Linked DNA regions of Zea mays: regions 1 and 3 are each linked to region 2. Evidence: chromatin contacts called from public Hi-C data. All regions are on one chromosome and are shown on one strand. The core of a region is the stretch at or near the end of the contact, and the rest is flanking DNA. Distances in the headings are between cores, read along the strand shown.

Region 1 (3,334 bases), core at 136-2,635, 310 kb before region 2:
AAATAGTTTATCAGTTGATGTCCCGGCCGAATCGTAGCATCCAGCGCGGAAAAGAAGTCGCGCGCGTGGTGGGTAGGCGCCAAAATCTCCCGCCAAAATCCACAGATAACACTAGACTATAGGAGTCACTGTTGGAGTAAACTAATTTGTTAGGTCCTAATTATCTTTCAATGAGGTCGTATTTCATTATTTAGGGCCCAAGTTTAGGACTCTTTCTTGGAGTTGCTCTAACAGTAGCAAAACTAGCCGATCGACATGCGGTTGGGTGAAAGATACCGCACAGGAAGGAATATCCTTCTAACAGTAGCAAAGACTAGAGCCGATGCCGATAGTACGGCACAGGAAGGAATATCCGCAGCAGCAAAGCCGGCCTAGATGCAGTAGTTTATTTGCCCTCTGATGATCTACAGACGACGACACAATCCGGCCATGCATGTTCCATCTCACACTGAACGAAGCGCCACGTGATTGTGTCCAATTTTACTGAATAATAATAGAGCAGAAACAAGCCCCTGCTAGCTAGGGGCGACAATCCACCCATATATATGTTCAATGGCAGGCCATGATCTGACAATCTACATGAATAAATAACCACATGGATTTTATTAAAATGAGCCAGGTGCATTGCAATCGATCTACAATGGATTTTATTAGACTACTATTCTTTCAACTTCCAGAGTGAATGAATAACCACATGGATCAAGAATGCAAATCCCAACGGTGTTTCTTATGCTCAACTAGTACACTACATACATCATAGTGATTTAATCAGGATGCATGATGGAATCATCAGCATTTCGTTGTGAATTGCTTGAGTGCGGCTCTCATGTACCGCCAAATTATTAAGGTGTTTATTATAGGATAGAATGCAATGAATGTTTCTTCGGAGAAAATAGTTTAAGAAATCAGAATATATATATAGTGGGTGATTATTAACTCTGAATGAAATGCAAAAACTAAAAACCTTTCTCTCCAATCATTGGTCTGAAAGCAGATTTCAACTAATAATTTAGGAACCAAAGCCTTAAAACTGTCAATAATTTCAGGAGGTCAAGAATTTCGCTGTGGATTGCTTGTGTGCTCCCATATAATACATACATTGCCAATTTTAAGGTGTTTGTTATTATAGAATAATGCAATGAATGTTTGTTTGGTGAAAATATACTTAACGAAATCAGATCATACGATGGGTGATTAACTCTGAACAAAATGGAAAACTAAAAATCTTCTTTGTCTCCAATCATTGATCTGAAAGCAGTTTCGACTAATTTGGGAACCAAAGCCTTAAAACCGTCAATAATTTCAGGAGGTCAAGCCGACAGCCTGTGCTAGCGATCGCAATCAGGTTGTCCGTATATATATTAATCCGGTCCATCTAGTGGATCGATCTTAGCGGTCGATCAGCACAGTAGACGCCAAAAGATGGAGTAAGACAAACAGGAGTGCTCATCTATCCGATGTTGTATGTAATTATTGTATGTGTGATCTGTGGACTCAGAAGAACATACACTGTTGGACGATCGAGACTCGTGAATTGGCCTCATCAGCCCTCATATAATCTTATGGCAGCACACAGCAAACATCCATCCGGTCGACGCCATATGCGCTTTCGATTGGTTTATACTGTCTCGCTGCCAAGATTCCAGATAAGATCGAAAGAGAGAGGTGTGTGCCCAGCGTTGCATACCGACGTGGCTACACACTTCGCCGTCCGCAACTTCCCCAAGCTATACTTAACTTTCCAGCCGCCTGCCTCGCTCGTCCACCCGCCCTATTTTGATCCGCCTTGATGGATAGTTGATCCACCATGGGCCGGTCGTTTCATAGAAAGCTGATACAAGTTTATCTCAAGTTTGTCTTTTTTTTTTTTGCCCTCCCCTTGTCGGATTTTAACTAGTCAGAGATTGATGTTCATCACGTCCAATAATTACATACGTTTTCAATTTGCTAACTCAAATTTACAGAGTTGTTTGAGTGTAAAGATTTTTATTGGCTTCTATTTATCCTTTCTATGGTCTACTGATTGGATCTTTTACTTGGTCCATACGTTGGAGGTTTTGTTGGGTTGGATCGTTCTTTTTCTCAAGCGGATGTCGCAGTATGAGACAATATCGCAGTACGCGACACTGAAGAGTTGGCCAAGGTGATCATTTTTAATTCGCTAGGACACCCGGCACCCAGGCCTGATGGCTTCTGTGGCTAATTCTTCTGTGTCGCGTGGAATGTGATAAAAACTGGAACCCTCGGCGTCTTCATTGTTAAGAAAACCTAGGCACGCAGTCTTTTGCTCCTAAATATTGGTCTGACGGTTCTATTAAAAAACCAGCGTGGTCGACGGGCTTGAGAGATTATGAACAATAATAAGCCACATACTCCATTCGTTCTCTATCTTAAGATCACGAAAATTTGTCCTAAATTAAAGTTTTAAACTTTGATAACAATATCTATAAAAATAATTATTTTAAATTAAAGAAATTATATATTGTGGTAGATGTTTTAATAATAAATATAATAGTTTCGCTTTTATCTAGTCAATATTTATGAATATTTTTTTTTATCAATGATCAAAGTTTTAAAATATTAATTTAGTATAAACATTCGTGACTTTAAGATAAATATAGAGCACGAGATAGATGTTGTCCAAGGGCCTTGCCATGCGCTTGGCACCAACACAGGGCCCCTAAATGAACGGGGCCTCCATTTTTTTTTTCCTTGGTCCATTAACCAGCAGCAAGTACAAGTCAAGACCACCGCTGTTTTTAGTATGTTTATTTGTTTTATGCCGTAGTGATTAGATTAGAATATGCTTACACTGAACCGTCATCGTTAATGATTCTCTGGAACATAATGTCAACAATGTGTTTACTCTTGTGTTTCCATGTGGAGTGGAGGTGCGTGACGCCATGATCACTGAGGCGGACCGTCGAGGGCCACTAGCTGTCGCTGCTGCCGAGCACTATGATCAAGCATAGGACTTCAATTTACACAGATGATATGATTATGTTCCTCACAAAAGGACTTTCGTGGGGAGATCTCTAATGAGGTGTTTGGTTTGATGAATCACTTTATTTAAAATGAAGTAGTGCATCATGGGTTTATTCTTCAAATTTGGTGGAATGACTCTATTCCACATATTAGTACTAAACAACTAACTATGAGGAATGAGTTGGTGATGGATTAACTCACTCCATTCCACAAACCAAACAAAAAAGTGAGGAGTGACAAAATGATGGACTACATCATTCCTCAAACCAAACACTTCATAAATCTTTTCGCGGGGGTTGCAGGGCCTAATGAATAATGTCCATGAGGAAGGCCTGTATCTTTTTTTTCC
Region 2 (3,464 bases), core at 693-3,192:
TGAAGGGGAGTATTCAGGCACCTTTTCAAATGTTAAGGGGACACTTGTGCAAGAACACACCACGGAATAGTAAAACAGTTGATATATAAACAGCACTCAAAAATGAGATTCATATGTTCAACGGTTGCTACTTTGTATGTTTTCCCCCTCAGTAACATGTAAAAGCCTAGATTAGCTTGGATGTAATGTAAAGATAAAACTTCCATTTTCTCCACAAAAATAGACAGTACGGTTATCTTGTACTTACCATTATGATGGAAAAGGTCGAGACATAAACCTTTTCCCCACCCCCAATCCCTAGTTTCTATTTTTAATTCATAGATTAAATAGGATTACATAAACAAGGTAAATTCCAATGAGAAAAATAATATATGTCAGAGTAGGATACGAGCTTGGAGAGGAGCCTCAAAGTGTCCAGATCTTCAAGAATATTGCTCTGCTTGTTTGTGATAAGTAGAAGATATAAACCTTCAATAGGTTGATAAACATATCGCACATTTTCAGTTTCGACATAAGTGTGCTGCTTCCCAGTTCCAACCAGTTTTGGGAACGCAGCAAGTAATCCTTCAATTCTTATGCGAGACATGTCAACAAACTGTCTTGAAACAAGTGCTGCAATTGAAAACACAAAAAAGAAAAGCCCTCAGCTAAGTCTGTTCACTACTTCACTTCTTTAAAAGGATAACTAGGGCGACAGCTAGATAAATTTAAAGACATAGTAGCTTCATATTATGTGAGGGCAAAGACTTTATATAAGAAAAGAAGCGAGTAGTTAGCAATATGATACCAGCTATTGCACCAAATTTTCTATAGAGTGCTTTAATAGATGGTGAATAGAGTTACTATAGCAGATAAATAAGTTACAAAATCAATTCCTTTGCAAATCGGCAATAATGAAAGGTATGACTAAGGTTGAAGCACCACACCTTTTCCCGACTTTGAAACGATTGATGCTGCAAGAACCACCTAGGAGTACACAAATGGTAAAAAATAATCAGACCTACCAGAAACAAGATACTGTAACTCAATGATAGCAAAGGGATAAATGTATAGAAATTCCTTGATTAAATCAGTTTATTGGCAGTACCTAACGACTATCAAGAGGATTCAAAGTAAAAGGACAATGAAACCAACTAGCCATACCATTTTTTATCACTTCTGTTGATGACTAATTATCCAAATCAAGCCCTTAAACTATGAACCTGTCACATCAAACCAATTACACGATCAGCAAAGTAATCATAACAAGAATACACATGACTACTGATTGTAAGAACTGGGAAAAATAAAGGAGTAGTCACTTAAAGTAATTGATTTCAGCAATCAACAGTAGCTATAAAACACATGAACCAAGCAACCTATTTGCCCCTTACATCATTCAGATTCAGGGTAACACATTGTAAATGGGCCAGAAAAACGTGTGAACACGCATTGCATCTGAACCTACAGGAAATTTGACAAAAGCAGCCCGGATCTAGGAGAGTACACCAAGAAAATTGGCAGAGGCGGTCCAGATCTAGAGGATCACAGCTAACCATGACGTGCGGTGGTCGAAAAAATGATTATTCATAACAGAGCGGCGGAAGGACGCCTGGATCTGGCCAGAATTGGCGTGCTCGGTTGCGCATTAAAGGGAGATACGGGGCGGCCTTGCCAGTTTTATGCTCGTCGCCGGCAAAGGGCCCGACGGACACTCGGCGAATCCTTTCAGATAAGCTAAATGGAACTGTAAACCAGTGCTCTAATGGATTGGACTGTTGGTGATCGAAGTCGAGCAATAAAATGGTTAAGCAAAGAGAAAAGGGAGACAGGCAAGATCATACGTTGGAGGAGTGCGCCGGTGGGGCGTCTCCACCGGTAGCTGCGAGTCCGTCGGAGTCGACACCGCCTCTGTCGCGCCTCCGCACCGCGAGATTCGTCGCCACTTACGGGTGCGAGATCTGTGTATTGGAATGGGGAATTTTATTAGGCGACGTGCTCAAACAAGTACTAGGTGTGCTAAATCTAGAGCATTCATGTCACACTCGTTTTAAAAATGAAAAAACTGAATGTGAATTATGAATCAGAAACTCACGTACACACTGATTACATAATTAAACATCATTATACATTGCTTAAATTAAATAGCGGAAAAGTATTTTATTGCATCAAGATGTCCAAGACATTCACAGAGTCTATAACATAGTCACTAACATTATCAAAGTATGGAATACGAAACGTAGCAGATAATGTATTCACAAGCAGCTGACTGTGGGTTTGCCACTAACATAACTAAAATTTGTCGCAGTCCTGTAACTCCTCAAAGTCCTTCATGTTGTCAACATCTCCTCCTGAGCACTGAATACAGTGGGAACAGCCTAGGGTGGGTGATTTTGTAAAGCAAGGGTGAGTACATATCAACGTACTCAGCAAATGTCCCGTTTGGCTAAAGTCGATTAGTTGTATGTTGAGTTGAGGTTAAGCAATTGCTTTTAGTTGGTCAAGTATTTATTACTAATAGTAAAGCCAAATTTTAGTAATAAATCCAGTTATTACCCAAACGTACTACCTCCAAGAGGAAATACCAGAGATCATAATTATAACCATCATTATTAAACATCATCATGAAAGTTATTCTAGAGGATCCCAAGGCTGCTCTTAACCATGAGCACGGCTGATGTACCAATTTCTAACACTCTACAGAGGTTGCACACTTTACCCACAAGTCGTGAATCTCATTCTGCCCGGAGATCATGACTCTACATTGATCACTACCAAGGTGACCTAGCAGGGTCTCACTATGTAGCCTTTACAAAGATTCCCCAGAGGTCATAGCCGCTCGTTAGGTTTCTCCAGTTTGATAAACACAATACTTCTCCTTGCAGGAAGGGTGACTAACAAAACCAAATCAAATAACCTCTTCAACCAGCCTCGGCAGAGCAAGTACTGTGCTCGGACCCCATTGATGGCCCTACGGCGAAGCCAACTACACCTCAGGTTCCTCTAATTAATCAGATAAGGGCGTCTCATTCCACCCTCATGGTTGCACTGTTATCCCAGGTGGTCACTCAACGAACAGGTCCTTACAGAGAGGTACTCAGGAAACAGCTTGAGTACCCTAAAGTATCACAAGATCATCATCGGGATAACATCATCGTATCATAAATATTCATATCATGTTCGTTGATTAAGTTAAAGCAATAGCATAAGCTAACCATGATAACCCAAAAGATAAACAAGGATAAGGTAAATATAGACTAGTCAATCCTTAGGTTTTAATAAAGTAATGCAGGTCAGTGAGTTATAAAGTAAGTTGAACATAATAGGTCAGAGGACACTTGCCTTCACCAGGTTGTTGCTCAGGAAGATCTTCGGCAACACACTCAGGAACCACAGGTTGCTCGTTGTCTAAGCAAAGCGATCATGCATTCAATACATTTGGATAAAGACAAATGAACAATACACCAAACATATGCAATCAAGTG
Region 3 (3,618 bases), core at 235-2,734, 280 kb after region 2:
ATAGGGAAGAAAGGTGATGTTTTGATATCTAGTTGTTAGACTATCTTTTTCCAATATTTTGACAATGTTATGTTTTCTTACAAGCTTCTCTTAGATGGCAAGAGTAGCGTGTACCCTCCGTGACAAGAGGCTGGACGATAGAGTAACTGTGCTATCGGGTGGCGTGAAACCGTTCTGGTCTTGAGAAACCTGAAGACGGTTGACATATGCAAGGGTTAAGTGCTACATATATCGTGTGATTAGACATCAACAGCTGGGTATTAATTGATTCGGATTGTCGTTACTTCTCATATATGAAGACTTGGTCACTGCCCTACATCGTATTTAACAAGTGAAACTAGGATGTGATAAAAGAAAGCTAGATTAAGACAAGTGATTGATCTAGATTAGGATAATCTAGATTCAGGAAACTACTTAATTTGGCAAGTACAATGAAAGCTTGGGGACCAATTTTAGTAAGCTTTGATGCAATAGAGTTCTTGATTCTTGCTATACTTTACATTTATTCTCAAAATTCAACATATCATTGATAGTCTTTTCTTTAGTCAGGTAAGACTTGCGAAAATACCTTCGTACTTAGGGTTCTTTGAACCCATCGTTGCAGATGGTGAACCTTTGGAGTTTTGTTGCTTCTGCACCAAGTAGTCCCAAAGCAGAGGAGGAAACTTAAGTATTGGTTATGGAAGGTGCTAACCTTCCAATTATGAAATAAGTAGGTTGCACTCAAACCCTTATATTGTAATAACTACTCTTTCCTTATATTGTTTACTCAAACATCTGGATGTGAATTAAGTTATTATAACTCTTTCCGCTTTACTCCGATTTGTGTTGTAATGTCTATGAGATGTGTTAATCGCTCTTGGGATGTAAAGGAGAAGTAAGATCTTGTTCCTGTCAAGCTATTTAGCACACCTGTATAGTCGTTCTAGATTTTTGTGACAAAGACAGGTATGAGTAGGCCTAATATCTTGTGAGGTTCCAGTCGGGATGTATGGCAGGGCCTAGATGAACTTAACCCGGTATGCGTGCAACCCACGCAGCGCATCGGCCCACGAAGCGGTCGCGCACCGCGCAGAGAGGATTCGGACGCGGGACCAGACTTGCATGCATGCATCATGTAGCGCGTGGGTAAAGGAGGGGCTGCATGTGATTCCAAACGCGGAGGCAGGCTTGTATGCAAATGCAATGCACGTGAAGCACAAACATCGCACGATGGTGCTGCTTTTTTAATTAGTAGAGATAGATTTTTTTGGAGTATTTTTTAATATGTTAAAAAAGTTGCCCTGCAAAAATCTAATTTAATATAGTCACATTACAATTTACAGAATTTTCTTTTTGCTACAGTAGTTTTTATGTAAAATGAATTACACTATCATCTATCCATTAACCGCATCCAAATTGTTGGAGGTTATACACAGGAGGTATGAGAGAGAAGAAACATGACTTGTAACTATTTATAGATAAGAAGGGTAACCATGAGCTAATTTTAGCTCTCACAATATCTCCCATCCGTTCCTTTCTGAATACCTGGCCGTTAGCAATTTCTAATGGTTTGGTTCATTTCCTTTTGATATTTTTTTTTTAATTTTTTTTCGTGTATTGCTTTAGAGACAGAAAAAATAAAGAAATTTCTCTATGAAACTCCCTTACAGCGAAATCCCTATCTGTTGTTTGCAATCCAACTTTGTTGTGCATTAGTGTTCTTGTACTCACCCCTCTGTCCAAGGACCAAAATGGGAAGCTGGTGTCGTAATGGTTTATTGAAGGAAAAAAACAGATTGATACCTGGTTCTTGGTTCATGTTGCTGGGATGCCTTCACACCAATCTGCAATTTTCATCATATTTGGCTGGTTTTTCCTGCTCCTGATCAGATTTTGAAAGAGCTAACCATTGCCCACAATCAACTTACTGTCGGTTGGGTCAGGGTGCTGCTAGCTCCTCCCAAAGGTAAAGTTTTTTTTTATCACGCCTAGTGTTTCATATGAAATCATTTGAATTGGAAAAAACTTGTGTGCTACATAGTAGTTGGTTTTGATAGATTAGCCTGATTCATAAAATTCCAAACGTTTTAATTTGCTGGCCTTCTTCAAACTGTTGCCCAAATTTGACATTATTTTCACGCATTTCAGTTTCTCTCCAATATCTATACAATTTGTGCCAGTCCATCTAATCACCCCGCGCCCCTAGAGAATAGGCATTGAAGAAACTGGTAGCCTGTTCCTCAAGATCATATATAGGGGGAAAAAAGCACAAAATAAAGAACGAACTCATCTGCTGTTCTTTCAATAATTGTATGGTCATCACGGATACAATCAAAAGTCAGTAGCAAGACTGGGAAGCTAGCTGAGGAGATGGTCATTTGTCGTCAAGTGCAGAGATTAGCAAGAAAAACCGCAAAAATTGGTCTCAGTGCAATCAGCTCGTTCAAGAAGAAGGCCCTGCATCTTATGGGCTGTCTTTGCTCCAAAGGCGCCAAAGAAGATGCCAATGCCGCTTCTGGACGCAGAACGCCGCCAAGGAGAAGTGAGCCAGCCACTGATGCGATCGCGAAGGACAGCAGCAGTTCAGCCGCGCTTAATAATGCAAAGACCAAAGGAAATCTGTATGGTGCAGAAAAGGTGGTAGTGTCTCTAGATGCTAGGATCAGCAGTGGAAACAACGCAGAGTTTAAAGGGCTTAATGCAGTCTCTGGCTGGCCATCTTGGCTCGTGAATGTGGCACCTAAAGCAGTAGAAGGCTGGTTGCCTCGGCGAGCAGATTCCTTTGAGAAACTGGCCAAGGTAAACTACTTACTGAGTGTATACCATGCATGCAAATTGCTAGAATAGATTGTTTTGCGTCGCAGATTGGGCAAGGAACCTACAGTGTGGTGTACAAAGCCCGGGATCTGGAATCTGGGAAGATCGTTGCGCTAAAAAAGGTGCGGTTCGTCAACATGGATCCCGAGAGCGTGCGCTTCATGGCCAGAGAAATCCACATCCTTCGGAGGCTGGACCATCCCAACGTCATAAAGCTCCAAGGGATCGTAACGTCCCGCGTGTCGCAGAGCCTCTACCTTGTCTTCGAGTACATGGAGCATGACCTCGCTGGTCTCGTTGCAACTCCAGGCCTCAAGCTCACTGAGCCGCAGGTGGTTTAGTAGGTTTACCTTGTCCATCCATCCATCCATCACTTGGGAACGAACACTAAAACTGTAGCGCAAATAAATATATATATATATACACCAGATAAAATGCATCGTCCAGCAGCTGCTCCACGGCCTCGACCATTGCCACAGAAACGGGGTCCTGCATAGGGACATCAAGGGCTCGAACCTGTTGATTGACAGCAACGGGACGCTCAAGATCGGAGACTTCGGCCTGGCAATATCGTACGATCCCAGCAACCCGCAGCCACTGACAAGCCGCGTTGTGACGTTATGGTACAGACCACCGGAGCTTCTGCTGGGTGCCACAGATTATGCTGCTGCGGTGGACATGTGGAGCACAGGATGTATCGTGGCTGAGTTGTTTGCTGGCAAGCCAATCATGCCAGGAAGAACCGAGGTAGTTCTAATTTGATTATTGATGCTTCTTGTCGTTTTGCTTCCAGACATCGATCACCAATTAATATAATGA

Evidence for each region. A called contact is a pair of places that touch in the nucleus more often than the background predicts.
Region 1: a contact with region 2 is called in a Hi-C map of leaf, with 5 times the contacts expected there. The contact joins the enhancer-like site here to the promoter of LOC100283010 in region 2. A contact is called at or near these places in 3 of 25 Hi-C or Micro-C datasets (ear, leaf and tassel).
Region 3: a contact with region 2 is called in a Hi-C map of ear, with 5 times the contacts expected there. The contact joins the promoter of LOC103640990 here to the promoter of LOC100283010 in region 2. A contact is called at or near these places in 6 of 25 Hi-C or Micro-C datasets (bundle sheath, ear, endosperm and 2 more).

Annotation. Positions count from the first base shown.
Region 1 is chr10:30,053,921-30,057,254 of Zm-B73-REFERENCE-NAM-5.0, forward strand. No RefSeq gene overlaps it. Among protein-coding and RNA genes, the nearest start is that of LOC100285636, 21 kb to the right of the region's middle. Within about 2 kb of position 1,386, at least 11 of the 20 cell types and tissues checked have an H3K27ac peak or open chromatin away from gene starts, as enhancers often do. A contact at or near this core is called in leaf, where this site is marked.
Region 2 is chr10:30,367,547-30,371,010 of Zm-B73-REFERENCE-NAM-5.0, forward strand. It overlaps LOC100283010 (coatomer subunit delta), which reads right to left and starts at 1,943. Exons shown (of 12, transcript NM_001371890.1): 1 at 1,824-1,943; 2 at 1,144-1,202; 3 at 927-966; 4 at 389-612; 5 at 1-21. The coding sequence starts at 1,146.
Region 3 is chr10:30,645,546-30,649,163 of Zm-B73-REFERENCE-NAM-5.0, forward strand. LOC103640990 (probable serine/threonine-protein kinase At1g09600) reads left to right here and starts at 1,485. Exons shown (of 9, transcript XM_008664416.3): 1 at 1,485-1,948; 2 at 2,131-2,781; 3 at 2,847-3,131; 4 at 3,229-3,546. The coding sequence starts at 2,353.